Regions from separate parts of the Pan troglodytes genome. Here region 1 is linked to region 2. The links are chromatin contacts, called in public Hi-C maps. All regions are on one chromosome and are shown on one strand. The core of a region is the stretch at or near the end of the contact, and the rest is flanking DNA. Distances in the headings are between cores, read along the strand shown.

Evidence for each region. Hi-C and Micro-C count contacts between places; a contact is called where the count stands out from the background.
Region 1: a contact with region 2 is called in a Hi-C map of induced pluripotent stem cells, with 4 times the contacts expected there. The contact joins two enhancer-like sites. A contact is called at or near these places in 4 of 7 Hi-C or Micro-C datasets (blood, induced pluripotent stem cells and stem cell-derived neural progenitor cells).

What each region holds. Positions count from the first base shown.
Region 1 is chr9:16,199,254-16,204,595 of NHGRI_mPanTro3-v2.0_pri, reverse strand. No RefSeq gene overlaps it. Among named protein-coding and RNA genes, the nearest start is that of DKK3, 35 kb to the right of the region's middle. Within about 2 kb of position 3,910, at least 10 of the 24 cell types and tissues checked have an H3K27ac peak or open chromatin away from gene starts, as enhancers often do. A contact at or near this core is called in induced pluripotent stem cells, where this site is marked.
Region 2 is chr9:16,094,268-16,099,580 of NHGRI_mPanTro3-v2.0_pri, reverse strand. USP47 (ubiquitin specific peptidase 47) reads right to left here. Exons shown (of 28, transcript XM_001171097.6): 18 at 4,289-4,404; 19 at 2,113-2,232; 20 at 1-324. Among named protein-coding and RNA genes, the nearest start is that of DKK3, 70 kb to the left of the region's middle. Within about 2 kb of position 1,935, at least 1 of the 24 cell types and tissues checked has an H3K27ac peak or open chromatin away from gene starts, as enhancers often do. A contact at or near this core is called in induced pluripotent stem cells, where this site is marked.

The sequences.
Region 1 (5,342 bases), core at 2,661-5,160, 100 kb before region 2:
TTGCTCTGTCACCCAGGCTGGAGTGCAGTGGCGTGATCTTGGCTCATCGTAGCCTCAACTTCCCGGGCTCAGGTGATTCTCCCACCTCAGCCTCCCAAGTAGCTAGGACTATAGGTATGCACCACCATGCCCGGCTAAGTATTTTGGTAGTGACAGGTTTCAACAAGTTGCCCAGCCTGGTCTCAGACTCCTGGGGTCAAGAGATCTGCCCACCTCAGCCTCCCAAAGTGCTGGGATTATAGGTATGAGCTACCACCCCCCAGCCTGCTTATTTAATCTTAATTACAACTTAAGTACTGTGGTCACACGTAGCTAGTGGCTTCCATATTGGACAGTGCTTCCCAACTACGTCCATGTCAAGTCAACATAGAAAATACTAATTACGCAATAATGAGACTGTTTGCTGCCAGAGGCAACTGGCTCAAGGGGTCCTGCCTTTCTGACCCCACCTAGCCTCCCTCAACAAATCTATAGGCCACTTTAGGCACACTAGCTCTTCACAATGGTCAAGCTTCCTGCCAGCTCCCAGCCTCTGGGCCTGGAACACCAAAGTCATTGTGATCGTAAGAAATGCCAGCATAGGAGATGTGCAGGACCTTGTCAGTTCTTGCATGGCGTCCTTTCCTCCATTCCACACACAGTGCCTGGCCCTGGGCGGGGGGTGGGGGGGTGGTAAAAAGAACTCAGAGCCAGCCCTCACTAAGCACTCCCACGAGGCCATCTGATTCATATGCCCCAAACTGTTCTTTTTTGGCAGCACTTTGGCGCCCCCTCCTGGGCATCCTGCAGAGTTCAGGTGCGCATAAATTTGCCAGGAGGGGACAAGGACTTGGCCCCGGGACTGACCGCAGGGCTGTCAAAGACTTCCAGCCCCCCTGGCCAGCCAAGTGAGGGAATGCCTGCCCTTTTTCCAGGCCCAGCTGGGGCAGCTCTTTTTTCTGCAGGGAAAAGGCACTTTACTGGCAGCCCTGGGGAAGAGGCAGGGGAGGCAGCTGAGTCTGGAAACGGGAGCATTCCAGAGCCCAGGCCTCTAGGCCCCTGTGCACTCTTCACACTGTGCCAACCTGGATTTTCAGAGAGAAACCAGAGAGGATGGCTTGGCAGAGGCCCTTTTGGAGGTAACTGGGAAGCAGGCGAGGATGTGAAGTCAAGGCTGGTCTCTGAGGTGGAGGAGTTGGCCACAAGGAGAGAGGAGATAGGAAAGGACTTTGCAGTGGAGGGGGCAGCCAGGGAAAGCCCTGGAGGAGAAGGGGAGGGTGATCACCAGGGCATTAAAGCGGTCAGGGTGGCCGGAGTGGAGAGGTTGAGTGGAGATGAGGGAGGTGGTGAGGCTGCTGAGGTGAGGAGGCTGAGGTAGGAGGATCGAATGAGCCCCAGAGATCAAGGCTGCAGTGAACCGAGATCATGCCACTGCACTCCCACCTGGGCACTGGAACAAGACCCTGTCTAAAAGAAAATGTGAAAACCATTCTTAGCTCTTAGGGCATACAGACACAGGTGGCAGGCAGAGTTTGGCTTGAGAGCTGTAGTTCACTCACTCTCATTCTATCAGAAGGTGCCTGGATGGTGCATGGACAGGCCAACCCCTCTCCCACCCTCCAGCCTTTCTCCATCGCTTCACTTTCAAGTCTCATGCAGCCAGCCAGCCAGGTTTAAACACCACCTCCTCCAAGATGACTTTTCTGACCTTCCCAGTCCAAGTTAGCCTCCCCCACTGTATTACTCCATTTTCACACTGCTGTAAAGAACTGCCTCAGACGGGATAATTTATAAAGAAAAGAGGTTTAACTGACTCACAGTTCCACAGGCTTAACAGGAAGCATGACTGGGAAGCCTCACGACACTAACAATCATGGCGGAAGGCGAAGAGGAAGCAAGGACCTTCTTCACATGGTGGCAGGAGAGAGAGCAAGGGAATCTACCACACGCTTTTAAACCATTAGATCTCATGAGAACTCACTATCACGAGAATAGCAAGGGGGAAAACAGGCCCCATGATCCAATTACCTCCTACCAGGTCCCTTCCTCCACACGTGGGGATTACAATTCTAGATGAGATTTGGGTGGGGACAGAGAGCCCAACCATATCACCCACCAACTTTGTGCCCCTTATAAAGTTTCTGACCAGTAACTTACTGACCTCTGGGTGTGTATATGTGTGTGTGTATATATGTTTGTATGTGTGTGTATGTGTGTGTGCATGTGTGTGTATGTGCATGTGTGTGTTTGTATGTGTGTGGATATGTGTGTGTGTATGTGTGTATTTGTGCATGTGTGTGTATTGTGTATATGTGTGTGAGCGCCTTTCCTTGCACCAGCCCTGTGCTGTGCAGTGCAGTAGCCACTAGCCACATGTGGCTATTTAGTGCTTGAAATGTGGTGAGTCCAAATTGAGATGTGCTGTGGGTGTAAAATACGCACAGAATTTCAAGCAGCATAGAAAACAAGAATATAAAATATTTCATTAATTTTCCAGCTCTTAGGGAAGTTGATGAATTTTATTTTAATTACTGAATTTTATTTTAATTACATTTTAAAATGACAAGATATTGGATATATCTTATTAAATATATTATTATTAAATTTATTTTTATGGTGTTTCTTTTTACCTTTTTTTTTTTTTTTTTTTTTGAGACAGGGTCTCACTCTGTCCCCTAGGCTGGAGTGCAGTGGCATAATCATGGCTCACTGCAGTCTTGAACTCCTGGGCTCCAGCAATCCTCCACCTCAGCCTCCTGAGTAGCTGGGACTGCAGGGCACACCACCATGCCTGGCTAATTTTTATATTTTTTTGTGGAGACAGGGTCTTGTTAAGTTGCCTAGGCTAGTCTTGGACTCCTGACTCCAAATAATCTTCCCACTTCGGCCTCCCAAAGTGCTGGGATTACAGGCATGAGCCACCACACCTGTCCTTCTTATTTTTTATTTTTTTGAGACAGGGTCTCACTCTGTCACCCAGGTTGGAGTGCAGTTGTGTGATCACAGCTCACTGCAGCCTCATCTTCCTGGGCTCAAGTGATCACTACCTTAGCTTCCTGAGTAGCTGAACCTATAGGAGCGTGCCACCACACCTGGCTGATTGTTTTTTATCTTTTGTAACAACGGAATCTCCATATGTTACCTAAGCTAGTCTCCAACTCCCAGACTGAAGCAATCCTCCCATCTCAGCCTCCCAAAGTCCTGGGATTACAGGTGTGCACCATCACGCCCAGCCAGCCTGTGAGTTCTGACAGCAGCTGTGCTGGGTTCATTGTTGTCACTCCAATGTCTAGTGCACAGAGTAGGAGAGGGAGGGGACAGGCACAGGGATGTCTGAGGGCTTCCCACGCACCAGGTGCTGTGTTAAGCCTCATGCATCTCGTTTTGTCCTCCCAGGAACCCTGTGCCAGGGATGGTGGCGTGGCAGCAAGGCGGAGAGCAGGAGGGCTCATTTAGGCCCCAGGCTACGGTCAGGCGTGAGGGGACAGGTAGAGTCCTCTCTGCTTTGTAGGCCTCCCGGGTTTCTAGACAAGAGGACACCACCCTTCTGCTACCACTTTGCATACTTCCTGGGTCACCGTCTTCCCAACTGGGGCTCAGACATGGCCATTGTGAAATTTGTTCTGTCTCCTCTCAGACTCTGCCTCCCACTCCCATATCCAGACACGTTCCTGCTAGTGACAGCCACACGACCCTCCCAAAAACCACACGCCCAGCCTGGCAGCCTTCCTGGGCCTCAGGAGTGTGGTAGCTTTGGAGAAGGGCTTCTGACTCAGGCAGCTGAGCTTGCTGCCAGGTGGGGACTGGCTCTGGTCTCAGTGTATCTCTGGGCCCCTTCCCAATCCCAAAATGAAAGTCCCTCTTCAGGAGTGTAACCATCCAGGAACCTACCCTCAGCTCAGGGAGCACCCAGTGTCTGCTCATAAAAAATGGCCACAAGGTGGCACTGTTCCCACAGCCATTCCCTTCCCCCACGGCAAGACCACGGGTCACACCTGCATCCAACAAAAATATTACAGCTTTTGGAAGAGGTTTTCCCTGGACTGGTTGGTGAATTTCATTCTCAGTCTTCAGCTGCCAAAGGTTGTTTAGACTCGGGAATTCTGCTATAAAAAATGGTCATCTCTGAGTGCACACTTAAAAGTCAAGCAGGTTATGACTCATTGTCAATCCCCCTGCAAAGGAATTCTGTCCTGAGAGGCCTCGTGCACGCCTGACACATACAAGAGGAATGCACACACGTTAAGCAGAAAGCACGTGGGTCTTCCGTGTGCAGACACGAAGGCCGGGAAGAATGGCCCTACAGGTGATCTAGCCGTGTTCTGGTTTTCTTTTTTTGTTTTAGCCTTAGGATTTTTATTTAGGAGAAAAAACAAAACAAAACAAAACAAAAACAAAAGCCACTGCCCTGACTATGGAGTAGCCATTCTTTTATTTTCTTACTTTGTTAATAAACTTACTTTCACTTTAAAAGAAAAAGAAAACCAAAAAGACCTCACATAGAAGCCAAATAAGTAAAATGGTAAAATTTGAAAAATATATGGCGGTTCTGGTTGCAGATGTGGGGATAAAAGAATCTCTTCCCAGTGAAGAATTTTCTAGAGCAGAATTTGAAATGTATCCATCTAGTCTCACTGGCTTATTTTATAGGAGAATAAACTGAGACTCAGAGAGGAAAATGACTTGTTCAAGATCACATACTACTTTGGAATGTTTTCATTTTAAATGAAAGTCTCAAAAGGCAGGTATTTTCACTGAGAAACAAAAACAGTTTTTATTTTCTCTGACATATGTCCAGATGCTCTTCAAGTTACGGTGACCCGGGGCACAGGAAGAGTACTGCCTGACACTTCTACACAGCTCTGTTCATTTCAAATGCTTTCAGCATCTGTTGCCCTGTCTGGCCCTCACAATACCCCTTAGAGTTTGGCAGGGCAAATGGATACCCCATTTGTCTGAGGCGAGACCAAGGCACAGAGACGGAACTGGGCTTGCTTTAGGACACAAAGTGAGTGAGTGTCACTAAAAAATAAAATAAAAGACTAGCATCCAGGACTCCAGCAGCAATCCTACACAATCGTCTAGAGTTAAGTTTATGCTATGTCAGGGGGGAAACAAACAAGCAAAAAAAAAACAGACGAGGCTGCTCGGTATTGGTGCTCAAGTGATGAAAAAGAAAAGTGAGGGCAGAGGCTCCCTCGTTGAGAATAGAACCCCGCTTTCTTCAGTTTTACATTTCATGATGAGGCATTACAGCTGGTATATTGTAGGATTCTGAACATTCATTGAACGAATAAATAATCATGACATGGATACATACATAAATACATTTGGCCCCTGAGACAAGTAATTAAAATTCTGCA
Region 2 (5,313 bases), core at 686-3,185:
ACTTTTGCTGCTGTCCCCATTATCTCCATCCTGCTGTTGCTGCAGTGACAAGCTTTTGAGTTTTTCAGTGCTTTCTTCTAGAATAGCTTCCACAGACTTTAGGCTTCCTACAGGTCCTTTGACTCTTTCACAGTCATCATCCACATTACCAGAATCGCCTCCAGCTTTCTGGTATGCTGTCCTTTTGGAATAAGATCCTGGGGATTGTTCAGGTAGCAAAACAAACAATCTGATTGTATTTGCATGCCGATCCAGGAGTTTCCATAAATGAGACTCTGCAAAGGCCATCTGGTAATCCAAAGTCTCGGAGCTTTCAACAAACACCTACATAGTAAGTCAGAGTTTTATTATATATTAATTTTAGTGACATGCTCATTCATCATCATCATTATATTGCATCAATACAACACAATACACAGTTATGTTATAACATGTGTGATGATATAGTTTCTGAAGGACACTATTGTTTTGGAGACTGAATAAAATGAATATTAGGCTCAAATGTCTTTGTAACTAGCCATAAAACTACACTAAGATAGATGGTATGGACATACACATACACACAAACATCTTGTTTATTGGGTTGTCCAATTTCAGAAAGTTGTGTATTATATATCCTTCTCTTTAGGAAATTAATACTCTGGTTTTTCTTTAGATTGTAGAAATCTTTCACCTTTAGGAAATCCAAGTTTAGCCTGAACTACAGACACAGGAACATGTGTAAAGACACCTTGTGAATATAACACCAAAATCCAGATCATGGAAAAATTTAATGGGCAAATGACTTCGCTTTGTAACAAACTGCAAGGAAGCAAACAAAAAAGACACAGGAAAATTTACAGAAAAAAATTTTCTAAGACAATCAGAGAAATTTGAACACTGACTAGATATTGACTGATATTAAGGTATTTCTTAGGTATATAATGTAATTGTCATTTTTTTAAAAGAGTTCTCTTCATTTAGATATATATGTTCATATTATCTATAGATGAAATGATATGATCCTGAGGAAGTTTATCAAATAATCTGGGCGAAGTAGGTGGTTAAATTATAGATGAAACGAGATGATCACTGTGGAAGCTGAGAGATGGGGATGTGTGGGGGTTCACTCTATTTTCCCTATTTTCTCTACTTTTGTTTATGTTTGAAATTTTCCATAATAAATCTTTTTTAAAAATGAAATTCGTACTTGGCATAAATTTGACAATTATAAATAGCATGTTGGGTTTTGCATAAAAGGATAACACTATCATTATCCTATTCAGTAAATGTTACAAATTGAAACCAGTACGCTAACCATTTAAGGAAAAAGAAAAGTTAGATCCCTACTGCACTTCTTACCCTAAAGTAATGTACTGGAGGGGATTAGAAATTTTAATGTTTTACATATACACACACATATACACATACATCCCCTCCCCCACCACACAAAAGTTTTAGAAGTGTAGGTGAATAAAAATTACATATTAGTAATAAAATACTAAAAAAGTTAAATGAGATAAAAGACTAGACTGTACTAAGATGAATGAGACTAGAGTGATAAAAACACATATGAAAAATGATAAATGATCAAACACATAATAATAGCAAGACAAAAGAAGAGGATTAACATGAACTTTCTCATTTCCAACAGAGAAAAATGAGTAGGCAAAAGGAATAATGTTGGGTGAACTCAAGATTATAATTTTCTCTATACCAGGTATGCCTCTGACCCTCACCATGAAGCACTGCTTTATGGGACAAGCTCAAGAATAAACAAAATCCAGGGGACATAATCACTGTGGGAAGAAATGGTTATGAAGTCTTCACCAAAGAGGTAGGACTAATCTGGAGACTGAAAAAAAAAAATGCAGGGAGAGGAGGAAGAACACTCCAGGTGGGAGTGCACATGAACAAAGGCAAAGAAGAGGAGAACCAGTAGGACTGATTCACAGGACAGAAGGGAGCCTGACCTGACCTGACTACAAAGGAAGGTAATTACTGGGTTGAGAATTTTAAATTAAGTTCCAGACAGATGTTGAACAGCTGTGGAGGCCAGGCTTATAATATTGAACCTAATTTCATTTACTACTACCAGCATAGAAAATAGTAATGAAAAAGTAAATGACATACCTTGTTACTTCTAAAAAATCCTTCAGCTTTCAGGGTTTTACTGGAGACACTGAGAAGACGCAAATCATTGTAGCAGCGTTCCAGCACTATTCTCATTGTTTCAGCAGGTAAATGGATGGCCTATAATGAAAGCAATTTAATAAAAAGTACTCTTTCAAAAATAATTCTGCTTGACTTAAAAATATGGGAAAGCAAGACACTGCTGAGTTCTTCTTAAAAGCAGCAGAGAGAAACATAATTTTAGTAGAGGTTTTAAAATTTTTGAATAATTGAAGGGAAAAAATACTTACAGCCATAAATTATACTGCAAATCAGGAGAACAAAGTACCACTTATAAATGTATGCTCTGAAACTATTTTAAAGGTAAGGATTTTTTCCTAGAATCTCTATTCCTCTCAAACTTGCCAAGTAAATGAGTGATCTGATTCCAAAGAAACTGCGTAACTGACTTTTTGACTGCTGATACCAAAATGTTGAACTTCTTGGCTTTTGACAGGCCTTTCTATAATCTGTGAATAGTTTTTAATACTTTTATTAAAGCAATAAGCAATTTTCCTTTGTGTAAAATGAGAAGATTAGTAGGGAAAATTTTAAGTTTTTCTGAAAGTCCACATCTTTAATTTTTGGAGTCATTTTATAAATTGACATGAAAGCAGCAGATAAAAATACTTTACATTTAAAAAACACAATTTCTTTTCAATGCAACTAAGGTCATCAATTATAACTACCTAATTCTTAAGCAGGCTGGTTAAAAATACTGTATTTGTTTACATGATGTTTTGTGACTGCCTTTATTCTCTATAGACATATTTTTCTCAGTAAGATTATTAACTTCTTGGGGAAGAAACTACTGTGTCTCTTTCTTTTGTATTATGTGTGAGTGCTTATTAAACTAAATTTTTTTACATTTGTCATTCATATTTTAAAAATGTAATATACAGTATATTATACCAACATAGTATGCATTTACAAGCAATTTAATCATAAAATATAATTTCACAAAATGATTTGTTTCTTGGTTATTACTTTAGCAAAATTGTTAGAAGTCATATACAGAAGTCAAAATATAAACTTTTTTTTAGAACATAATAACCACCAACTCTTACATAATACCTTACAATTTTTTTCCTCAGAGCATTTATTTATTTTTCATTAATGTTCACTACAACTCTGCTAAACAGGTATTTACAACCCCAGATAATGAGATGAAAGACAAGACTACCATAAGATGAATGACTGAAAACTGGACTCAACTTGTAATTATGGAACAATTTCCACTACACCAGGGAATATTAACCTATGGTTCAAGAACCCTGCAAAATCTGCCGTTTGTATGCTCAGGGTTCTGCAGAGTACAGGACCCTTGTAAGGATGATAATCATTTGTCTGGTGTGGACTAATCCTTTTGCCCCCCAAAATTTGAATGTTTTCATTGTTATACTTTTCCAGCTCAAAAAATCGGAATGAGCCTATGTTCTTTACCACTAGCTCACATAATGGCACCAGTATTTAATTCATCACCTTCCCTGTCAAGTCTACACCCTCACCTTCCTCCTCTATTTCTATTAATGTATCCCTACTTTTCTGGTTACCCAAGTTTGAAACCCCTGGCTCAGGTCATCGGTGCATCTGCTTTACCCCAACATTTAACAATTACAAGTCCTACAGATTCTATCTCTCTTGGAATCTATGCCTTCTCTCATTTCCAGTCATACACCTGCACTTGAATTATTTCAACAGCTTCCTCCTCTCCATTCCTGACTCCCCTCAAGGCATGTGGAACGCTAGTCTAGTGTCACCAGACACTAAATGCAGCATTGCCGCACTTAAAAACGACGAAAACAAAAACTCGACTTATTGCCTACGCCAAAAAGGAGCCCAAACTTTCGTGTTTACTGTTTAAAGCTCTTCATGAAATAAACTGTACTTACATTTCCAATCCTGTATTTTATGATAATCCAGCCAACACATATAAGTTGTTATATGTACTTGCCTCACACTTTCTTACCTCCACACTTTACTCAATCTGTTTCTTTTAACTACAGTTGTCTCCTAACTACAAATATTAATTAGCTCCTGGAGGTAAAGCATGTATCTTATTCATAACTGTCACATAGTGTGTCTTGTACATAGCAGGCTCTCAAAAATTTATTTACAGACCCCTTTTAAAACTTACCTTTGAAATCAGTTGTTTGAATTCTGTAACTGTCTGATTTAAGTAAGCACGAACAGTTATAGGAGCAGCTACAGATTCTGCCTTTAGATCAACAACATGAACTTTCACCATCACTTCTGTCACATTTGAAGACATAAACACAGAATTGGAGGTTATTTTTTAATGTATTTCACATGAGTAATGCATTCTTAATGTGTTTCTAACAGGTGACAAATCCAAACTTCCAAGTACAGATGAAAACAACACTGAATAAATATAAATCACCAGTTACTGCAAAACAAGTATTAAAGGTGACACAGCACTCCTGCTTGCTTTTGAACAAACCCCTTATTAAGCCACCTTGTTCATCATCAAAGACTTATCCTCAAAATAATATTTCCTACATCCCAAGGAAAATTCCACACAAAAACTGTTCTGATTATGCCTTTGTTTTCTCACTTAAATCTTTTATATTGAAATTTAATCCCATTCTCTTCTGTTTTCAGAAGGTTATGTTTATAATTAAACTCTTAATCACTTGAAAAATAAATGATCTTCAAACATTGTACTTAATACACAGTTATTCTGTATCTGTTTTAACCTCATGTTTTATGTCAATCCTCAGTTTTTTCCCTACGCTGTTAATCTAAATTTGACAAAATATTCTAAGATCTTGATTATTAATGAATAAAGACTACTTTATAAGTCTTACAATCCACACTTGCATTTAGAGTTCTCTTTCAAATAAGTGGTATTACTGCTGACTCATGTTATATCCTAATCATTCTTTTTCCTGTCTAGCAGAAAAAAAAAAAAAAGCAAGGAAATGTCCTTAAGGGACTCTTTATAGATAGGGTAGAGTCTTAGAAGTCGAAGTAGACATCATAAGGTTTCCAGAAATAAAATTTTCCCACTTAAGAGACGTAGACTCCTTGAAAGAATACTACATCTAACCTACTCTGTAAACAGAGGCCTTCATTTAAAAAGGAGATATACAGGATCCACAGAGGAACATTATTGTAAAAGGGCAGAATAAAGTTTTGTAA